Regions from separate parts of the Ovis aries genome. Here all the other regions are linked to region 2. Evidence: chromatin contacts called from public Hi-C data. All regions are on one chromosome and are shown on one strand. The core of a region is the stretch at or near the end of the contact, and the rest is flanking DNA. Distances in the headings are between cores, read along the strand shown.

Evidence for each region. Hi-C and Micro-C count contacts between places; a contact is called where the count stands out from the background.
Region 1: a Hi-C map of mesenteric adipose tissue shows a contact between it and region 2, with 3 times the contacts expected there. The contact joins two enhancer-like sites. A contact is called at or near these places in 10 of 16 Hi-C or Micro-C datasets (blood, hypothalamus, liver and 5 more).
Region 3: a contact with region 2 is called in a Hi-C map of hypothalamus, with 2.6 times the contacts expected there. The contact joins two enhancer-like sites. A contact is called at or near these places in 3 of 16 Hi-C or Micro-C datasets (hypothalamus and tail adipose tissue).

What each region holds. Positions count from the first base shown.
Region 1 is chr10:34,324,969-34,327,668 of ARS-UI_Ramb_v3.0, forward strand. All of the region lies in intron 1 of SPATA13 (spermatogenesis associated 13), which reads left to right. Among named protein-coding and RNA genes, the nearest start is that of SPATA13, 28 kb to the left of the region's middle. Within about 2 kb of position 1,348, at least 14 of the 54 cell types and tissues checked have an H3K27ac peak or open chromatin away from gene starts, as enhancers often do.
Region 2 is chr10:34,476,117-34,478,816 of ARS-UI_Ramb_v3.0, forward strand. The region is part of intron 2 of SPATA13 (spermatogenesis associated 13); the gene reads left to right. Among named protein-coding and RNA genes, the nearest start is that of C1QTNF9, 55 kb to the right of the region's middle. Within about 2 kb of position 1,440, at least 10 of the 54 cell types and tissues checked have an H3K27ac peak or open chromatin away from gene starts, as enhancers often do. A contact at or near this core is called in hypothalamus, where this site is marked.
Region 3 is chr10:34,265,866-34,268,565 of ARS-UI_Ramb_v3.0, forward strand. No RefSeq gene overlaps it. Among named protein-coding and RNA genes, the nearest start is that of SPATA13, 31 kb to the right of the region's middle. Within about 2 kb of position 1,281, at least 9 of the 54 cell types and tissues checked have an H3K27ac peak or open chromatin away from gene starts, as enhancers often do. A contact at or near this core is called in hypothalamus, where this site is marked.

The DNA.
Region 1 (2,700 bases), core at 98-2,597, 150 kb before region 2:
TGTACTCTCTTGCTACTCATCCATGCATTTTAAAAGATGATTTTAAAAATGTCGACTCTCGCATTCCTAGGTGTTCTGTAGTGAGAGGCTTTTTGGGTTCTCTTGTCCACTCTGTTGCCAGCAGTGGAAGGTACCGTGTAGATCATCCCCTTCAAACCTAACGAAATAGGTAGCTTAATTACCTCAACTTCACAGAGAAAATTGAGATTCAGAAACATTTAATAATTTGCTTAAATTCGGAAGTTAACAACCCAGATACGATCTTAGCTCTTCTGATCTCCAAAGCTTGCGTGTTCACCCACCTTGTTGCATTCGCTTCCATCGCTCAGTACCTTTTACTGTACTAAGTAGCTAAAGAGTTAAAGCCTGTTATGTGTTTAGTTGTGGTTTACTTATTTATTTATGCCACAATCAGACCTGCTGCTGGCAGGAAGCCCTCCGGTGGACAGTCGTGGTGCTGGAGCCGGGCCAGGCGCATGGTTTAGACAGGAGCTGCCCTCCACCGCAGGGGTCACTGGAGAGATTTAGCACAGACCGGGAGCTTGTTGGTAGCTTTTCTGGTTCAGAAACTCGATCGTATCAGTTTACCTGACGCTAATCTGATTCTAGAGAACTGATTCGTAGGGATACATCTCAGAGGCTGGAATTCCAGTACAAATGTATTGACTTACAGTGAAGGGTGGTCCTTTTCAGTGACCAGAATCCCTGCATCCACTCTCCAGTGATTTTTCAGGTGGCAAGATGGGGGTGGGGTAGAAGGACACATCTGTTACCAGCTTGGTGAACTTGGAATCAGAAAAAGGAAAATTAAGTGACCTAAGGTAATTACATGGTCCTCAGGCTGTGGAAAGTAAAGCAAAGTGAAAGTGACACTTTACGACCCCGTGGACTGCAGCACCCCCAGGCTCCTCTGTCCAAGCTGGGGAATATGCAACTAAATTAATGCTGTAATAATCAGAAAGGACAAGTGATAAGCACACGTCAGGTGTCAACGTGATCAGCACACCAGGTGCCGTGGATGCAAAGATGACTACGATGGTGACCTGCCCTGGGGACCTGATCATCTCAGTCAACTCTAGAAAATTCTCCTTTTATGTCTGTGTGGCGCATTCGTCACTTGTACTATGTGCAGCATTCCAGGCCTGGGAAACTGACTCCTGGTTCTCCAGAACCTTCTCTGCACTGTGCGGACAAGCTTCCGTCTGGGCAGTTGCTTCTCCGGGTCCCCCTGCTCCGTGTTTAGGTCGCTTTTCACCCACAGTTACTCTGTGTGCTGTGTACAGAGGGCGTGGCTTCTCACGGTGACTCACGTGGCACTGGCAGGAGGGGGGTGTGGCTGGAGTCAGCCCCCTTTGCCTCTGCCAGCGGTTTCCCAGGGAGCAATGACAAACACCTTGGGTTTCATTTTGTGTTTGTTCATGGGGTGGCTGGCCGAGGAAAGCCTGCTGGCTTATTTCTGTAACGATGGAAACGCGGAAGCTTGGGATTGCAAATAAGACTCTAGATCCTGGGGAGCATGGGAGCATCTGGTTCAGGAGCAGAATAACTCCAAAGTAACCTGACACTTGAGAGCTAAGTTTGACCCAAATAGGAGGAAACCTGAAGGTGCTGGGTCCATCCAGCAGCCCTGCCCTGGAGGGTCGCTGAGGTTCTGGCTGATGGGCATCCTCGCAGTTCAGCTCAGTGCAGCTCAGTTGAGTCAGTAGATCTGAGGCTTCGTCTTTGTTTTCTGGGTCACCTAAACTGGGAACACTGAGGTATTTGATGTAGTTCTGGCCGGGGTTAGGTATTTGACTCATTTATTGGTTTGGCTCAATTTGGGTTGTTGCAAAGTTTCACTTAATAAAATATTTAATGGAGAGAAAGAAGAAAGTCACATTTTCAGCTAGCTAAGTAAGGCGTCAAATTACTGTTTAAAAGCCTTTAACTCTGTGGGCCCACAGAAGGTTCCCCCGGGTTTAGGTATGGGATGGAGGTCCCCCGGGGATATACCCAGGAGGTTGGACTGGACCCTCTGGGAGCAGGACCACTCACCCAGCCTCTGCATGGTGTGTGAAGCCACCACATCAAACAGAAACTGCTCGGAAAATAGAATTTCCGAAATCTAACGGAGACGAAAGTCAAAGCAGTGGAGTTGAGAGGCTGGAAAGCTGCTGCTCACTCTTGTGTTTTGATGGGGCCGAAAGGGCACTGGGAGTCGAGGGAGAGATCCTCAGGTCCTGGTGGGAGACTGCCTTCCACTCCAGAGAATGCTGATGGAATCTGTGTGCACAAGTCTTCCTGGAGCCTTCCCCGGTCCCACATGTCCTGCTAACCTCCTGGTTCCTGCTCAGGCTGGTAAATTGACTTTGTACTTGACCTGATGTGAAGGAGGGCTTAGGAAAAAGTGGACGCAAAGTAGCCAATTTGGCCTCAGTTTCAGGGGCTGGCAAGGCTCTGGGTCCCTGGCCCTGGCTGCCAAGGGGCTATGGGTGCCTGGAGTCCCTGATCTCGTGCCTGGTGAGGGGCTGCTCTGTCTAGGATATTGCTGGTGTGGCTCTGGTGAAAATCACCTTTGCCCCGGCTGTCTTGCCATCCACCTTTTGGCAGGTGAGTCCTATGGCTCCACCTGTGTGGAGCCTTGGGAGGTGAGCGCCAGGAGAAACATGTTAAAGTAAGCCATAAAAAGAACAAAATTGTGCCATTTTCAGAGACATGATA
Region 2 (2,700 bases), core at 190-2,689:
AGGGCAGGGCCCTGCCGTGTCCGGAAGGTCAGAGCCTCGGGTGGGGTGGGCGGCCCTTGGACACGGTGTGTGACTGATCCACTCCCTGATATACGACACAAATGTGTCATATGTTTACTTACAGCAGGTTCCACTGCACGTCTGGATTTGTTCTTTCTGAGGCATAAATTATTCATCTGAAATACTGGTACTGCAATTTTTGAATTAAGCACACTGGAGATCTTTTGCAGCATCCACGTTAGATTCTCTGGAGACACCAGGTGCCGCTCCTGGTCGCGCCTTCCCTCCCGTGGTCCCTGTACCCACAGCCCCAGACTCTTAACCAGGGTGTTCTTGGTGAACAGCAATCTCATCAGGTTCAGGGTTTACTTGGCCAGTCAAGTGCATTGGATGGACTCTTGTTCCTTTAAAGGAGGGATCACAGATCTAGTCATCATCAGTGAGAGTTGCCGAAAAGAAAGAATCCTGGGAAAGTCGTGTCCTTCTTTTTCGGACACCACCTCCCCGACCCCACCCCCCAGTTCTTTTTATAAAGTCATGTCTGGATGTAGGGTGAGAACTGCTTCCTTGACACCAAGAACTGCTCACTTATTTGCTCCTTTATTCCCATTCATCCCTCAACTGTTCATCAAAGTTTCTAACTACTGATTTCCCAGGCTGCAGACTTTGGGGATGTGATGATAGCATCAGATCATTTGGAAAGAATGTAAGTAGCTGCTTTCATGAGACACCCAGATAAACAAATCAAGCCTATAAAAATACAGCAGTGGTTTTAACAGAGCCGCAGAAAACAGAAAGTAGAGCCCAGGGGAATTTATGAGGTTTTCTTGCAGGAAGTGATACTTCAATTGAATGTTGAAGGATGAAATTTTCAAGTGGACGGGGGCAAAAAGGTATAGTGGAGGGAGCAGCCGTTCTCTCATTTCCAATTGCATCAGATAACGAGTGGCAAACAGTGAGTTGTTTGGTGCGGCTGGTGAAGCTGGAGCTGGAAAGGCACATCGGATGAGGTTTTGAACCGCCAGCCATGATCTGATGTGTGTCTTATTGAGAGTCTTAGGAGTCTTAGCCGCGCTCCTCTTAGGATGGAGAGTGGATTAGAGACACGGAAGAGAGTTACTGCCTCTACAAGAGCCGTGAACAGATTCCCTCTGAGACTGAATGTTGGCAGAACGTAGTCGTCACGTGGGTGGAGGTGGCTGGAGGTGGCTGGAGACGGAGGCGGAGGAGTTAGGGGTGCCTGAGATCTCCTCGGCTGAAACACAGAGGCAGGCATGTTTATGAAGGTGCTGTTCTGCGTTCTAATCCGGAAAACCTTGGTTTCCTGGATTCTACAGGCATTCGGGGCTGTTGAGTGGCGTGACTGTACTGCTAACTGTGGCTTGAAGTGCACTGATGCTGGGAACACAGACACCATCCTTCAGCACCCTCCCCAGAGAGTAAGCCAAGCCCTGCCTCCCTGCCTGCTTCCCTGCATCTTGATTCCTCTCCTTCTCTGTAGAGGAGCTCAGATGTCATCAACAAGGTCTCCTGTCCAAGAAGGTTTAGACAATAGGCTTCTGTCATATTCAGCTCTAAAGCACAGTTCTTGATTTTGGAACATTTCTGTTGTTGTTCAGTCACGTCCAACTCTTTATTGTTCATGTTGTTGTTGTTTTTGTTGTTTAGTCGCTCAGTTGTGTCCAACTCTTTGTGACCCCATGGACTGCAGCACACCAGGCTTCCCTGGAGTTTGCTCAGACTCACGTCCATTGAGTCAATGATGCCATCCAACTACTCGTCCTCTTCTCCTCCAGCCCCAATCTTCCCCAGCATCAGGGCCTTTTCCAGTGAGTCAGCTCTTGCACTGTGCTGCTGTTGATTCTGAGATGGTAGAACAGTCTTGGGCGGGGTTGGGGGGGGCGGTGTTAAGTCCCCCAGATGGAATTCCTCTGAATGATTATTATGAAGGCAGGGGAGGGAAGACCTCAAGAGTCCAGATTTTTCATAGTTATCAGTAAGGGTCTTTTTATGCTCAGAGAACTGTGTGATCAGTAGTAAATTGTGTCCACGTGAACGTTAATATTTGCATTTTTAATGAATTACCTATTCTGCCCATCAAACAAGTTACAAAGGCCATAGGCTCACAGACTCTTTTCAGCACATTTAATCATCAGTTTTACACCTGTCAGGACAACTGAAGTCTGTAACACCAGCGCTGCACTCTCCAGGGAGACAGCAAGCATTAATTGCTCATGAGTTTCTCTTTTGAGGGCTTCCCAAGTGGCTCAGTGGTATAGAACCCAACTGCCAGTGCAGGAGATGCAGGATTGATTCCTGGGTGGGGAAGATTCCCAGGAGAAGGAATTGCAACCCACTCCAGTGTTCTTGCCTGGAGAATCCCATGGACAGAGGAGCTTGGCAGGTGCAGTCCGTGGGGTCACAGAGTCGGACACGACTGAGCACGCACACTCAGAGTCAGCAGTATTTCTCTTTTGATTCCATATCCAGCTTTCTTCCCACAGCCTATGGAAAGCACTTAAACTGTGCCGGGAAGCAAGGGTTAATGAGGCCACACACACGTCTGTGTACAGACGTTGATGACGGGTGTGAATTGGCAGGTCTAGGTCAGGCTTTCTGAGCCCTGGGTGGTTCTGCGCTGAGCTGCTGGACTGTGAGAAGGTAGACCAGGTGGGGCTCTGGCCTGGCCACCTACACTCA
Region 3 (2,700 bases), core at 31-2,530, 210 kb before region 2:
AGCCTCCTCCCTGAGTCAGGGATTCTCGCGTTGATTCCTCTGCCCTTGCTTCCATGCCTCAGGGCCCTGATTCTGCCCACTTTGCTCTTCGTGGCTGCTCAGATCTGGCTGTTCCAGGCCCTGTGCTGGACTGCAGGGGGACATGGATGACTGGGAGACACGGTTCTCATGAGCTCGTAGTTCAGAGAGCACGGGGTGGGGGAAATGCTGTGTTGAGGGGGAGGCAGTGAATATGAGCCCACGAAGTGGCCTCATGTAGGACATAAGGGAGTGGTAGGGACTGTGGCAATCTGGAGGCAGAGATGTGAGCAGGGGGATTTTTGTGTGCAAACTTCTGGTTTTTAAAACACCTCTGGTGAAGGAGGCCAAACTTAGCCGCTGGCCCGCCAGCTCACACAACACAGGGCTGGAGGAGGAAATTGTCTAGGACACTCTAGTCCCTTCCTCTTTCTGAAACTTAGGAGGAGACAAACTTTCTGTTTGCCTGTTAAACAGACAAACACTCCAAGGAGAACAAAAAGCAAATGCAAAGAGCTTAAGCTCCTACTTGGCCTCAGAACACAGTGGTGACACCTATAGCGTCAGGATGGCAGCACCCAGCTTTGAATCCTGGTCTAACTTCGGGCTGTGTGGGCACAGTTTTCTCATCTGCAGGGTAATAGTAGTCACCACCTCATGGCTGTCATGAGGATCAAATGAGCTGATACACGTGCAGGGCCTGGAAGCATGTCTGGCACCATGTAAGTGTTAGCTGTTGTCGGAATTACAGAGACAGATGGTTTCTGACTGTGAGGATCCCAGAGAAAGTGTGAAGAGGTGACTCAGCTCAAGGTGCCCCCACGCTCCAGACATCCTCTCCATCAGCACCTTCTCGGCTCATCTGAGCGGTCCCTCCCCTCCAGTCCTCGTCTCCATCCTTCTGTGCCTTCTTCCCAGACCTGGGCCAGCGCTGCTGAGCTGTTATGTGCATGCGAGCTGCTTGGAGGTCTTGATGAAATGCATCTTTTAATCTTATGGATCTGAGCAGGACCATGCTTGTAAAAAGAGCTCAGATTTTGCCAGCTTTGAGAAGCTAGGAGCTAAGGACGTGCCGCCTCCATACCCTCTTCCCAGAAAAGTCTTGCCTTTAGGATCCAAGCCTTGCGCAGCCCGTGTGCAGCATCCTCCTCTCCATCCGCACAGCTGTCCTGCCCAGCAGCGGGGAGGTGGACTCTGCACGCATGGAGCATCCCTGTCCAGTCATCACTCCATCTGCCCCCCAGCTCTTCTGACTCAGGCCACACCTCCTATTGTGGGAGTGTCTCATGTGAATAGTGTTTCAGAGCCGTCCTCAGATCTCAGCACACTGAGGAGAGTCATTTTCCCCTAGAATAGATACAGCACAAGAGAGCCTTATGCTGTAGGCTTGTTTCCCCGGGACTCCCACCAGCCTGGGTCTGTTATGCCTCCACTTACAGTCTGTCTGCAGCAAATGTATGAGGAGGGTATGAAAGCATCTCCACTCTGAGTGAGCCATTTGGACACAGGCCATACCTCACTTGCTCCAAGAGGCCCAAGCTACAGCTATCCCATGGATTTATGAGAATAAATAAATAGTATTTATCCTACAGTTCTCTTTGTTAAAACTCCCCAAATCCAGGAATATGGGACCATCAGGTCTCTCTCTGTGTTGGTACCAACTAACAAGCTTGTAAGTATCCCAGCCACAAAGTAACAGAAAAGAGTGTTATTAAGAGAAAGAAAACTCTGTGAATATGTTTATTTTAATGGGAAAAGGACAGTTACTCAAAGCACAGTAATGTGACCTGGTCTTCCAAAGTCCCAGCATGAGTAGCCCCAAGGCTGATGGCACTTGGTCAAGGTCAAGAGCACTTTTAGGGGAGTTTTAAGGGGGTCTTCATCGCCACAAGCATCAGGGATTAGCTACCACATCGGTGACCCTCCTGATCAGTACCTTGTTTAATCATGGACCTGTTGGTTCTGCAGACATTTATTTTGTCCTGTTGGCTTACTGATGTGTGGGAGCAGGCAGGGGAGTAGATTCGATTTGGAATAAGAGGAAAGGATGAGAATTCAGTAAAACACAGATGGTGTGGGTATCGAGTGTTGGGAAGTTTGGGAAGATTGAAATGAGATCAGCTATCAGCCATGTTCCCAGCCAGCTCCTGGGAAAGTGCCTGGGGGAGAGCAGCATGCAGGTGTGGCCCCTGGTCCCCATCCAGAGGTCAGGGATGGATGGTGTCAGCCAGGTCAGAGCCAGTTACAGGGCAGTGAGCACGGGGGCGGCCAACCAGGAGTGAAAGCAGCACTGAGCAAAGCTGGGACAAGACCGAAGGCCGGGTCTGCGCCCTGAGAACTCTGAGGGGCTGTGATACCCCAAGTCCATGGCAAAGCTGGCCACCCCCAGTCTGTGTCTGTGGTTGGTGGTTTTCACAGTGACATGGACACCGCAGGGGCTCGAGGAGAATCTGCGGAGATGTGACTGGCATATACCAAGAAAACCCCCAATTCAGGGAAGCACTTGGCTCTAGGTAGAAACGGAGAAAGACACATGAGGAGGATGGTGAGAATAGAACACAGGGTGTGACATAAAAGCCCACAAGACTCTGCGCGTACGTGCTCTACACACCCAGGGAGGAATCTGGACCATTCTGCTGGAGGGTATTGGAGGCATCCTGGAGATAATGAAGTTTAACCAAC